3 separate regions of the Mus musculus genome follow, and regions 1 and 3 are each linked to region 2. Evidence: chromatin contacts called from public ChIA-PET data. All regions are on one chromosome and are shown on one strand. Each heading gives the region's core, a stretch centred on a gene start, on an enhancer-like site or on the middle of the called end of the contact. The rest is flanking DNA. Distances are from core to core; before and after follow the strand shown. Region 1 overlaps Ccdc148 (coiled-coil domain containing 148). Region 2 has its middle 21 kb from the start of Gm46743. Region 3 overlaps Ccdc148 (coiled-coil domain containing 148).

Region 1 (4,414 bases), core at 258-2,757, 620 kb after region 2:
ATGGCTTTCTTAAATAACAGTGCCTCAAAACTATATTCTAAAGATTGATTTTATTTATTAAAGTAGATTTATTTTACGATCCTATATGCTTTTAGCCAGCAATAAATAACCATTAATAGTACTGGTGGTAAGGTTCTTTTATTCCATTTTTTTAGTAATTTTAATATGCTGTATTTGATTGATGTAGTACATAATATCAAATTCACTCTATGTTGGAAGTGATGCACTGGAAAGTGATAGTGTGAGAAATAGTGTGGACATTTTCAGTAAAACCTCTGCAGTCACAGGGCTAAGAAGCTTCACCATCCAACCATCCACCTTCAAACATGATGCGACTTGGGAAACAAACCGGAAGGAGAAGATGTGCTTCAGCTAAACGAGCTATTGTTTGCTTAAATCCCGTTTTGTTTTTTGTTTGTTTGTTTGTTTGTTTTGTCTACAGATAATTTCCGATCCTCGACTTCGATTTGAGTTAGCACTTCGAGAAGCTGGACTCCATAAAACACAGTATGCCAAAGAGATGTTACCAAAAATTGGTCCTCAGAAGCCTCCAAGGAAGGACACAGAATCGACCGTGTTCAAGGTCTAGAGGGTACATGAGAACGAACACTGCGTGAATACGGATAGTGATGGGCCTGCTTCTAAATGCTTAGAAAAAGACTGCACAGAGAAATCACAGCATTTATTAAACAACCTTCCCTTTTTTTAGCTTCAAAGTTTTGTTCGCCATTTGCTTTTTCTTTAAATAACATGTATTATTACCAAATTTACCAAAATTATCAGACTTCAGTATAGATGTTGTCATTTGGCAAGCTGTTATTTTGGAGGTTGGTTTTTTTTTTTTTTTTCTATGAAGAGGAGCTGAAAATAACCATTTTCAAGGGTTGTCTACTCCACAGGTACATGCATTTCAGCTTGTTACTTCAGTATTTGATGTTTAATTATGGAAGCTTAATTATCATTAATACGTCTATTGTTTCTTGGTTATTCTAAGAGGAGATTCAACTTTTCTCTAAATTTAGAAATCAGTTTGGTACATCATGTTTATGGCAAACCAATTATCTGAACACTCTCAGTTTACAAATCTGGCTTTAAAAGAAATTAGACAGTGTCACTATCACGGGAATACCTGTTTTTGTTTTTAACTGAGAAGACATGGCAGTGTGGTTGTTTAGAAAGAAAAACTGAAATTTTATGATACTTGAAAAGTTATTAAAAGTTCCTAATTATCTAAGAAATCCCTAGATGAATTTCTTGAAAAGAAGTATCTCAAATAAAGCCTGCCTATAAAATTTTGGCTATCTCCAAAAGGAAGCAAGAAAAATTTTCAGTAAGAAAATGTGTTTTTTAAAACTTCTAGGTGCCAATCACAGTAAGGAGACTGATGACTTTTTTTTTCTTTATTTTTCTTTGCTGCCATTTCCTGTATTTCCTGTCCACACCTAGACCCCAGGGGTGTTATCTCTAGGTAGTTCTGAGAATGCTCTGAAAACCACAAAACCCAGGGCTGAGGATGGAGCTCAGCTAGGACACTTGCCTAGAAGCCCAAAGCTCTGACTCTGATCCCCAGCGCCCCATAAACTGGATGTGGTGGGAAACATGAGTCTAGCACTTGGGAGATGGGAAGCAAGAGTATCAGAGGTCAAGGTCATCCTTGGATATATAGTCATTTACAGCCAGCCTGCAATATAGGAGACCCTGCTGAAAAAAAGAGAGAAAGATAGGAGAGAGCAGGCAAGGAGAGATGAAGGGATTGGGAAGAGAAAAAAGGACATCACAGAAAACAGGCTGATTGGGGCTTGTCGTGACCACCCACAGCATGGCAAGTGTGCACAAAATCAGCCCAGCCTGTCAGAATACATTGGCTTCTCTATAAGAGTTCTACGGAGTGGGTGGGGGTGGAGACCTTATCCACATCCCAGGATCCATCCCAATGCTTCCCTACTTCTGCTCTTTACAGCACTATAATGTCTCATCAAAGAATGGAGAAGTCTTAGGAAAAGGTAGAGAGTGGTAGGCATGGATGTCTTGGGGGGTCTTTCTAGGGGTCGAAGTGTTATTTTATGGGACCCTGACCATAAACCCATGGAAAACTGCTGTGACAAAAATCATCGTGTGCAAAACAGCGCGATATGGATGCTGCTGAGCCTGTGGATCCTTACTGTCCTGGATGTCCACACCAAAGTCATGGGATTGTGTCCAAACACTATTGACACATTAACTCTTTTACACTCTCTTAAGAGCTAAAGATTTGGGCTGGAGAGATGGCTCAGCAGTTAAGAGCACTGACTGCTCTTCCAGGGGTCCTGAGTTTAATTCTCAGCAACCAACCACATGGTGGCTCTCACAACCATTTGTAATGGGGATCCGATGCCCTCTTCTGGTGTATATGAAGACACTGTACTCACATAAATAAAAATAAATAAATAAATATTACAAAAACAAAGAGCTAAAGACTCGTAGCTGGAACCACCTTGGGCATGTGGCACTGCTGTTCTGAGAAAGGGAGACATCCTACACTGTGGTTGTGAGGAAAATTGAGTGGATATATGCATAGCAAAGCAGACTAGCCATTGCCTACACCCAGACTCGGTCTCTGACTGTTTTCTTCATTATTTTTAAAGAAGTTGTATTAATAGTAGATGTTAATCCCTGAGTACACACTGAATGCTTAGCATTAGCATGTGCTTTCTGTATGGTACTTGATCATCCTCACAGCCTTATGATAGGGTTCTTGTCATTTTAAAGATCTAGAAATAAGTTCAGAAAGATAAAACAATATACATTTATCAGTTGCCTTCAAATAGAGGCCTTAAACCAATAGGTGGAGGCCAACCTAGGCTACATGATGTATCCAAAGTATCCAATGTCTCCAAAGCCAAAGGAGCACAAAGCAACTGTATGGTAGAACATTCTTACTTAGGAACACTTGGGAGGTAGAAGCAGGAAGATCAGAGGTTCAAGGCCAGCCTCAGCTTTATAGCCAGTCTGAGGATAGGTGGAGTATATCAGACATTGTCTCAAAGAAAGACAAAGGAAATAAGTATGTGTTAGTGTGGATTGGAGAGCACTGCCTGCTGAGGTGACACTTATTACAATCTTTGATCCAGCAACTCTCAATCTAGATGTGTGCTATCAAGAAACTCCTACACCCGTGTGTAGGGAGGAAGAAATGGGGCTTCACAAAGAAAAACAAACTACATCTCATCAGGAGTAAGCTGGACGGACAGAAAAACTATGAAATATTTGTTTATAGAATTACATATCTCAAAGGAAATAGGGAGAAATGTATTGATATGGACAGGATATTTACCAAAAGGAGTGAAATGTCATATTTCATTTATCTAAAAAGAAAAAAATCCTGCCAAGATAATCTGTATTGCTTATGGGTACAAGGAAGGCAACAGAATAGAGAAATGAAATAAAATAAAGTAAAATAAATAAAATAAAATAACAGTGACTAGGGAGACAGACAGGATTGAAGAGCCACAAGTTCCTGAAGCTGTTGTATTACTTAACCAGGGATGTTGTTACAGTGTTTCTGATTATTTGGAGTGCATAAATATAGTTTATATAGTTACAGGCCAAATAAATTCCAGAACAATAAAAAAGCAAGTAATTACAAGCATAATGTAGCCATATACATGTACATCAACAACAGTAGTTTCAGAAAGTTCTGTAATAATAGCCCTAATTTGAGTACATTTTTGAGGTAAGAAGACCCGTCTCTTCTTGGGAGTATTACTTTCTTGACATATAGAATTCCCTTAATGTTTTTGTTCCCCAGTATAGTGCCCTGCTACACTTTGATCCTTGCTGGTCTAGTTTTCCTGGGTGGCTTAAAAAGAAAAAAAGAAAAAAAAGGAATATGTACCTAAGAACACCAAGTGCGTACATGCATGTGTATTGGCTTATAACAATAACAAAAATTTATTTCTTGGGAGTGCTCTAAAACTAATTGAAACTGTCCTGAAGAGATGGCTCAGCAGTTAAAAGCACGTGCTGCTCTTGCAGAGTGCCGCAGACCCTCTGGGTCCCTTTGTCTGCGTGGACGGGTCTCTGGGTGCAGATGGGCAAGGAGTTGGCAAAATGACAGACAGATGCACACAGGAGATTGTGTAGAATCTGAATGTATTTTTTCAGGTCGAACATCAAACTTTTTATACAGCAGAATAGCAAGAAACCAGACGAGATACAATCCACCAAGTTACATAATACAAAAGGAATGTATACATCAAAAGAAGGCAGGGACCAGGCCGCTGCCATTAAGAAGGGAGCCAGGTGTAAAGCTAGTCTATTGTTAAGCCCATCACCAGGGGTTCTACTTTAACAGACCTTCTCATGAATATTGCAATACCACAACCCCCCTATTTCCTGGGCCCTGATAATTTCTAGTAACTTTTAAGTATCTGTG
Region 2 (4,320 bases), core at 1,039-3,538:
GGAAAGGGGCCTCAGGAGAAACCACACTCGTTGACCAAACTTTGATCTTGTCCTTCCAGCGTCCAAAACCATGAGAAAATAAATTTCTGTTGTATCCCATCTGTGGCACCTGCAACAGCAGCCCCAGCAGATGACACGAGGCCTACATGGCAAGTTTTAATGTGTGCTCAAATGTTAATTCATGTAACCAATAAGTACTAGGCTGAAACTATAGCCACACAAACAAAGCATAGTCCTTGCTCTGGTCTGATGGCAGAGACACCAGTTAAAGACCAGGGCGATGGAGATGGAGAGGACCTGGCGTGCTCAGGGAAACTTTGAGCCCTAAAGCTCTCTCTGTTCCTGCTGGGAGATAAAGTACGATAGTGGGATGACTAAGGATGAGCCTGCAAGGTCACTGGAGCCAGGTGTCAGGATTGGGAGGCCAAATTGAAAGTGACGGGTTTTAGACGGCGTGATGAAACTTGCATCGTACAATTTATTAACGGCAAGGGATTAGAGCAGGAACAGGTGACCCACGGGAGAGGTGCTGAAGAGATCCAGGGTTAGTATAGGGAGAGTAAGGAGCATGTTTAATAATTTAGGGATCCCTAGGGAGAATGGGGGGTCTTGCCTTATGTTTGTTAGGGTAGAATGAATAGACATGGAATATCACTTAGAATGGGGTTGTCTCCCTGCCCCCCTCCCATTACGTGCCAGGTAAGAGCAATTTCTGAAGCTTTTTCCTGTAGATGCTATCTCTATCCTTCCCACATGTGTGCACGCGCGCGTGCGCACACACACACACACACACACAAACAAACAGTGCATCCTTGAGGAAACAGGACTGCCATTAACCTCTTCTTTGTTGGTAATCCACAAGCTTCATCCGCTCAGTAGCCCTTATTTGCCTCCTTCTGTGAAGAGAAAACCTCAGACAATGCATGATGAGCCTTGCCATCCAAGCTGCATGTGTGTACACAGCAGGCAGCTCTCTCCTGCTAACTTGTGTCCTGAAATCTACCCTCACATTCTCCTATCGAGCACTCATCCCACCCTTCCTTAGTCACGTGACATCACCTCTCAGGCTAGCCCCAAGTCTCCGGCCTTGTTGTGAACAGACATAGCCTGGGTTGGCCTCGTGGTTTCCAGTCCTTCTGTCAGACAACAGCAGCCTGAGAGCTCTAGACTGCCCCACAGTCTCTCATGCAAGCTTGGAACGGAGCGGCTCTGAAGCTGGGACCCGCAAAGTCTCGTTACTGAAATCTCTAACAGAAATTTAGCATCACCCTCAGTTGTGAATGTAGGCAAGGGTTGTAGGCTTTGCCAACCAGAGCCCAAAGTTCAAGCTAGAGCCCAGGCCTCTGCTCCAGCTCGGGCTCCCAAAGGTGCCCAGCCCCCTGTGAAGGCCCCGTAGAAAAGGCTTCTACTGCCAATGTGAAGACAGATGAATTGCTGGGACACACCTACCCACACACTATTTGCAGATGACCAGTGTCTTATTCTGTTTTTACAAATAAACTTGAGGCAAGATTAAAAAACAAACAAACAAAACTATATAGGATTTGGGTGGTTCCTCTGTTGGGGAGTTCCTGTCCTTAGTGTAAATGCTTAGAATTGTCTTTTACAGGATACGTCCTTAATGAAAATAAATTCACTATCCATTTGCCATTCTTTGAAAAAAAAAAAAAGATGTTTGCTGCTTTTGTTCACGAGACAGACAAGTATAGGGAATAGCTTAGCAACCTGGGACTCCGCTTGTTTTGGGCCATGCACACATCCTTGTTGGGACTCTGTTGTCCTCTGTTGGGACTCTGCTTGTCTGGACCATACACACATCCTTCTAATAATGCTCTTGGCAGCCTGAGATGCTTACATATAAGTACAATACACACATCTCTCCCTGATCAGCACGCCTAGCAACCTTTTAGCACATAGGAGCCCCACTTGCATCAAACTGTCACCTGCTTTAAACAACAGAAATAAATTACCCCGCATAGAAGCCTCTTGTAATGCCCTATTTCTATTCAAACATGTCCTGGAACATGCCCTGAAACCAAGAGAGACCGTCTGATCTGGCCTGAACTGGTTTTGAGTGCTCCGAGGCCAACTCTGTCCTCAAAGCAAACTCTCTGGGAGAGTCTCCTGCTTCCCACCCTGTGCCTGTGCATAATTGGACATTCGTAGGGCTGCCATCAGATTCATTATGGGAAAGGACATGCATGGTAAGCAGAGACTTACATAACTCAAATTTGTTACTCAAAACAGAACTGCCCAAGCTACGCCACTTTGCAACCTAGCTCCACCTTCTGTCAAACCGCATTAGAAGAATCCCCACATGGTAGTCAGGGCCCTTGAGTGCCCTCACTCAGGTGGCCCACTGTCACTCTGATTTAAACTGTCACTTTGCTTTAAATAAAATTTCCCTGTTAGATCTGTGTTTATGGAAAAAATGCTTTGAATAAGACACCAAGCATCTGGAAATGACCAGCTCAGTCAGTGACTCTGGCCACCAGTCCTCTGTCCCTACATGTCCCATTCCCCTAGAACACCAGATAACTCGGGGCATCTCGCCCCCACCCCCCACTCACACACTGTTGGCTTCCTACTGCTTCTTTATTGTACACCGTGTTTGTTGTCTCAAATGTCTCCCTTCTAGGGTGTTTGTCAAGACCCCAATGTCCTGATCCCAGACACCTGTTGTCTAACTCATCACTCAACAATGTTTATTGAAAAGAAATTTTATTGGGATAAAATTCACATAGCATAAAGTTTATCATTGTAAAGCAAGGAATCCCATGGCTTATACACAATGCTATCATCTCTACCTAGTTCCCAGGATTTCCACATCCCCAAATAAAGCTTATGCTCACTAAACAATTAGTCCCTAGCCAAAGTCATCAGTCTATAGTGCATCTATATAACTTATATATTCTATTTCAGGTGTATTAGATTATACGATAAAAGCTTCGTCTTCATCATCTTTCACTTTGCATGGTATTTTCTAGTTTTACCCATGTATTGTGTATAGTTCAGAGCTACAGTTCTTTTCTGAGTGAGTAATATTCCGACAAGTGTCTATCTTATCATTTGTTTATCTCTTCAACTGGTGACAAGCATTTGTGCTGTTTCCATTTCTTGGCTCTTGTAAATAGTTCTATGATTGTGCATCATTCCAGGCATTTTTTTCCCCTGAGCACCCGTTTTCACTCCTTTTGGATTCTCCATCTACTTTTGTTTTGCTGCTACAGCGGGCCACTCCAAGCTGTGTCGAGTGAGGGCACAGGTGTAGACCCAGCACTGACCTTAGGTACTGTAGTGGGAATGACTAACCAGGAGGGCGCAATGGCTCCCCCTTGTGGTGAGCAGAAACAAGCCCACACGTCCCTACCTTTCCTGGTAGTGCTAATACAACTATTTGTTGAGTTTATAGTGATGAATCAAAGACAAAGAAGATGCCAGGTGGGTAGAAATGCTGAGTTCTCTGATCAAAAGAAGTGATATAGATCTATGTCTTCCTTTTATTGAAGAAACAAGGCAAAGGACTCCAAATTCTCTCTGCTCTGCTTGGAGAAAAAGAAGTAAGACTGATAGAAACGGCATTTGGTATTAACTGAATGGCTCATCATATGAAAAACATAGGACTTCTGCGGAAACTGTGCCTTTGGTGTGCTGTGCTGTAGGCTAGAGAGTGGCTACTTGTACCCTGCAGGGCTGTGTCTCTTCTCCTCTGTTGCCACTTGCTGTAAAACGGAATAAGCACACAGATCCTGATTCCTAACTGCTGGTGCCCCATTCACAACAGATGCCAGGAAGGTTCCGTACCCAGCGCAGTGAAGACAAAGAAAACCTCACCTGGCTCTCAGCATGCTCGCCCATCAGACTGCGCATGCTCTGAAGCTGCAGCCCTGCAATACCATTGAAGAAAAGAAATCTCATCGGCAGGGACTATAACGTTTGTTCCCAGGCACACATGAAAAATACACGGAATAGCTTCACTGTGCTCGTTATTTGGACTTTATTTGGACAACTGGGTCCGATCCTCAGACAAAGAGTTAAGTATTTTTTCAGATGTGTTGGCAGCTTTAGGGCTCTGGTTCTGGCATTAGTTGAAAGGCTGTAGATTAGGTCAGAGAGGAGCATTTGACAGCAGCTTCTGTCAACTCAGGCTATTTCACCATAAGAGAGAGAGAGAGAGAGAGAGAGAGAGAGAGAGAGAGAGAGAGAGAGAGAAGAGAAGAGAAGGATGTAGTCTGTGATGAGGGACCAGGGCGTGAAGCCCAGGTCAGCTGCTCACCTCATTGACCAGGAACATACCAGCTTCCAGTTGTTCATCTGGGC
Region 3 (4,400 bases), core at 857-3,356, 600 kb after region 2:
GTTTAGGCCCCATGGGAAGCCAGGTCTGTTGTCTGGTCCTGTAGTCTTTGGAAGAAGAGATGACTTTCTTCTCTAAGAAACCTTCTAAGTTGTTGCTCTACTATGTGAAGAATATGGACAAGAGACACAGTGTGTTTGTTGGTCAGCTACATCAAAATAGGCCGATATTTGGCTGTTTGCTAAAATTAAATTTTGATAGTGTTAGCAGTCATGTTCATTCCAGCAAGCTGAATGAGAAAGCCTCCTCTACTTCTTTCCATGTCTCCTTCCCCCTGTTTACTCCTCACTTAGGGATTTCATTAAAATTCTGACATAGCATTAAAATTTACAAATTGTCAGTTCTTGGAAGGCAGTTTCATTATAATCCTCTGGTCTATTGGCCTCCTCCAGCTTCTCCGTTTCCTTTGAGAGGCATCCTAAGAGACTCTTCTTGGAGGGTGGGTGAGGCCAAATCCCACTTTGTAATTTAGGAAAGGACATCACAGGGGTTTGCTCATACCCAATCAAGCTCAATGACAGGGTCACCTTAACCAGATGACCAGATAACTAGGGACACTGCCTTCTGGGGGTGTCCATTGTTAAAAGCAAAAGGGACCATTTATCCCAGGGCTTTGTCTAGAAGTCTGAATCCTCAGACAGAGGAAAGGCTGTTCAGGGAGGCACAGTGGAGGAGGAGCCACTGAAAAAACTGGCTGCCAGGCTAGCTGGAATAAGAGTAAGCCAGCTCTGAGGGCCACAAGGAAAAGTGCCCTAGAAAAGTCACAACCAACAATTAGTACTCTTCACTGTTGTTTTCTAGAATATGTCAAATGGCTAAAGAAAATGGTTTATATGTGTGTCTGTGTGTCTGTGTGTGTGTGTGTGTGTGTGTGCGTGCTTGTGTGTGGGTGAGTGTGAGCGTGCACACATTCACTTGTGGAGGCTTGAGGTCAACCTCAGATGTTACTCCTTGGGTGACAACCACAGGAGTCTCTGTGTTTGGTTTGCATGTAAGTATTCAGGTGTGTGTTCATGTTTGTGTGATGTTATTTATATTAGGTTTCTTCTTTTTGTTATTTATTTATTACGTATTTTCCTCAATTACATTTCCAATGCTATCCCAAAAGTCCCCCATACCCCCCCCCCCACTTCCCTACCCACCCATTCCCATTTTTTTTGGCCCTGGCATTCCCCTGTACTGGGGCATATAAAGTTTGCGTGTCCAATGGGCCTCTCTTTCCAGTGATGGCCGACTAGGCCATCTTTTGATACATATGTAGCTAGAGTCAAGAGCTCCGGTATACCGGTTAGTTCATAATGTTGTTCCATCTATAGGGTTGCAGGTCCCTTTAGCTCCTTGGGTACTTTCTCTAGCTCCTCCATTGGGAGCCCCGTGATCCATCCAATAGCTGACTGTGAGCATCCACTTCTGTGTTTGCTAGGCCCTGGCATAGTCTCTCAGGAGACAGCTATATCTGGGTCCTTTCAGCAAAATCTTGCTAGTGTATACAATGGTGTCAGCATTTGGAAGTTGATTTTAGGTTTCTTCTTTTATTTCTCTCTTATTTTTGGAGACAACGTCTCTCACTGAATCCAGAGGTCACCAATTACTCTAGACCCAGCAAGGATCCTCCTGTCCCTCCCACACACATCCTAGCACTAGGATTATGGGTGCAAATGCATGCCGCCATGATGCTCAGCTTTTTTTTTTTTTTTTTTTTTTTTTTTTTTGCATGAGTTCAAGGAAATCAAAACCCAGAGCCTCTTGTTCGCAAAGCAACCACTTTACCAAATCAGCTATCTTCCCAACCACCCCAAAGTCTGACAGTAAACATTTTATAATATTCTTACAATAGAAATTTTAAAAGGCTGCTTTTACAAAAAGAAAAAAGAAAAAAAAACAGAGAGAAACAAAAAAGAGGAAATCAGACATCAGCCTTCCCGGGAGGTGTTTATGAAAGTAAATTTTTATGCTTCTTTTTTGGCCTCAGATGTTAAAGCTGTTTGTTGAGCCTCTTCGCTGATCATTTCCCAGGCTGAAAGAAAACCAAGGTTGACTGCATTGCCGTGGGCAGCTGAATCACTCTAAAAAATCTCTAGTCCTTTTGATGTTTGCCGCCTGCAAAAGTTCTGAGAGTCGTGGGGAGGAAGAAAGGAAATGGAAAGAGGGTTTTAAAGCAGTGTTGAGAAGTCGGGCTTTAAGACTCTTGTTTACTTAAATCGCTTGCTGGAGGGAAAGGGCAGGAATGCACCTGCCAGCAGCTGAGAATCCAGCTTCTGCCTCTGCCTCCGAGTGCATCTGCGTCGTCTACCTGGGGAGAAGGTGCCCACTACAGCCCATTAAGTTAAAGGAAATAAACCCTGGCTGGGGACGGGAATTTTATAGCATACTGGCATATCTTATTAGCCTGGTTTGTGTAAGCTCTGTACTTTAAAGGGCATATCTTTTGTGTATATTTTTCCTTACACCACTATTAATCGCCTTAAAGAATTTTTAAAAACTCAAGTGCATATCAATCATGAAGCTAAACTAAGTCTACCTACAACCCATTCATGAGTTCAAGGCACTGTACCAATTTCCTCATGGTATCAGGGCAGATGTCTTTCCTTGGTCACACGTGGCAAGTGCCAGCCCCTGGGTGGGCTTTTAGACAGATGCTCTGCTACAGTAGCATGCTTGTGGCTGCGACCAAACAGCTTTCACGAAAAAACTTCAGGGAAGAAGGATTTATCTGGGTTACAGCTCAGGGCGGTTTGGTTGCTCATACAGGATAGGCAGAGTAGCAGTGTTGGCTCTTGATTGTGGCAGTGGGAGAGCGAGGCTGCTTGTTCACATCTGAGTGAGTCGGGAAGCGGAGAGAAGGGAATCCTAGCCCTTAGTTCATTCTCCCCTTTGTCCCATGGTATTCAGCCAGGGACTCCAGTCACTGGGATTATGTCACCCCTAATTTGGAAGGATTCTTCCTCCTCAGTTAATCTTCTCGAGAAATATGTTCACATGCATACCCAGAGGCACACCTCGCTAGTACCACAGTCATTTCATAATTTAGTTGAGTTGGGGACTCCAAAAAAAAAAAAAAAAAAAAAAAGTAACCATCCCTCAGGGGTTTTTATGTGCGTTACAGAAAGACAATTGTTGTATATTGGTATACATCGGGATTTCACATGCAAGTATGCAGTAAGTGGATTTCTGTTGCTAGTGAGGTATAGGGACCTGCCTGGGTGGTCTCTTGGCTTTCAGTTCATAATAGGAAAAAATGGTAGTGTCATGGACCCACCCTACTCCTCTCTAGTCCCAGATTTAGTAAATCTGGCAGGTCTGACTTTTAACTTTTCTCATCGTTCACAGAAATCAGATGTGAGGTTTGTTCTCCTTTATTCCCTCATTCTTCCAACTCTTTGTTTTTTGTTTGTTTGTTTGTTTGTTTGTTTGTTTGTTTTGAGGCAGGGTTTCTCTGTATAGCTCTGGCTGTCCTGGAACTCACTCTGTGGACCAGGCTGGCCTTGAGCTCAGAAATCCACCTGCCTCTGACTCCCAAGTGCTGGGATTAAAGGCGTGCACCACCACTGCCTGGCTCTTCCAACTCTTTGAATGGTTAAATATCTCACAAAACCATTCTAGTTTTATAGGTATAATGAGGGGTATATGTTTAATACGATGATAATTTTTTTATCAGTTCCTGTTTGCTGGGGTAGTTGGTGGGATTGCTTTCTATCTTATTCACCATTCATTCTGCCTCTCGTTCAGGGTGTTTATCTTTTATGTCTTACGGACTTTGCTAGCTGCAGGAGGCACTGAGTCACAGCTACTGTATGAAGGAAATGTAATATAGTAATGGAGAAAGACATATAAAACTACAGTGTGTTCCAAAAAGTGGATACATGTCTGTGCCTGTTAGCTTGCTAGAGAACTCCTGCTTGTTTATAAAAGGCAAGTAACAGTCCCTAAACTGGATTCTATTGACAACTTTTCTGTTAACAAATAAATTTGGACAATGAGCTCATTAAAACTTCCTTTTGAACATTTCTTGTATCTGCCACCAAAGTACTGCAAATATGAGCAACTTCTCTATGAAGATACCTTTTATACTTCATGTTAGGTTTCCCAAAACTGACTTGGACACGTATATCACAATCCACATGTTATTATCCTGTGGGATAGTTACACTCCGTGAGTCATACATATGGGAAATGAGCCAGTAGGTGTCACACCCTTGCGACAAAGGGGACCAGGTGGTGTGGACTCTGTCATGGAAAAGCCACAGCACCCTGAAAGCTCAGCACGTTTGTTATATACAGGTAGACAGGGATGTGGGATTGTTGTATACAGCTGAGCAAGGAGATTGGGTTACTAATAGACACAAACAAGGAAACAGGGCTATTATATTTGACTGAACTAGCAGGCAGGTTTATCTGCTCTC

The links. ChIA-PET counts read pairs in DNA pulled down with a chosen protein or histone mark.
Region 1: an RNA polymerase II ChIA-PET map of memory CD8 T cells shows a contact between it and region 2, with 12 times the contacts expected there. The contact joins two enhancer-like sites. A contact is called at or near these places in 1 of 39 promoter capture datasets (the 3T3-L1 cell line), 1 of 15 datasets of contacts at CTCF or cohesin (pro-B cells), 48 of 484 Hi-C or Micro-C datasets (the C2C12 cell line, CD4 T cells, CD8 T cells and 30 more) and 6 of 115 datasets of contacts at active chromatin or transcription factors (bone marrow-derived dendritic cells, cardiomyocytes, embryonic stem cells and 3 more).
Region 3: an RNA polymerase II ChIA-PET map of memory CD8 T cells shows a contact between it and region 2, with 13 read pairs. The contact joins two enhancer-like sites. A contact is called at or near these places in 21 of 484 Hi-C or Micro-C datasets (the C2C12 cell line, CD4 T cells, DN2 thymocytes and 14 more) and 5 of 115 datasets of contacts at active chromatin or transcription factors (bone marrow-derived macrophages, cardiomyocytes, kidney and 2 more).

The regions. Positions count from the first base shown.
Region 1 is chr2:58,819,729-58,824,142 of GRCm38.p6, reverse strand. Ccdc148 (coiled-coil domain containing 148) reads left to right here. Exons shown (of 15, transcript NM_001372501.1): 15 at 443-2,446. The coding sequence ends at 589. Among named protein-coding and RNA genes, the nearest start is that of Upp2, 67 kb to the right of the region's middle. Within about 2 kb of position 1,507, at least 8 of the 459 cell types and tissues checked have an H3K27ac peak or open chromatin away from gene starts, as enhancers often do. A contact at or near this core is called in CD8 T cells and memory CD8 T cells, where this site is marked.
Region 2 is chr2:59,439,654-59,443,973 of GRCm38.p6, reverse strand. No RefSeq gene overlaps it. Among named protein-coding and RNA genes, the nearest start is that of Gm46743, 21 kb to the right of the region's middle. Within about 2 kb of position 2,288, at least 9 of the 459 cell types and tissues checked have an H3K27ac peak or open chromatin away from gene starts, as enhancers often do. A contact at or near this core is called in CD8 T cells and memory CD8 T cells, where this site is marked.
Region 3 is chr2:58,842,452-58,846,851 of GRCm38.p6, reverse strand. The region is part of intron 12 of Ccdc148 (coiled-coil domain containing 148); the gene reads left to right. Among named protein-coding and RNA genes, the nearest start is that of Upp2, 89 kb to the right of the region's middle. Within about 2 kb of position 2,106, at least 24 of the 459 cell types and tissues checked have an H3K27ac peak or open chromatin away from gene starts, as enhancers often do. A contact at or near this core is called in memory CD8 T cells, where this site is marked.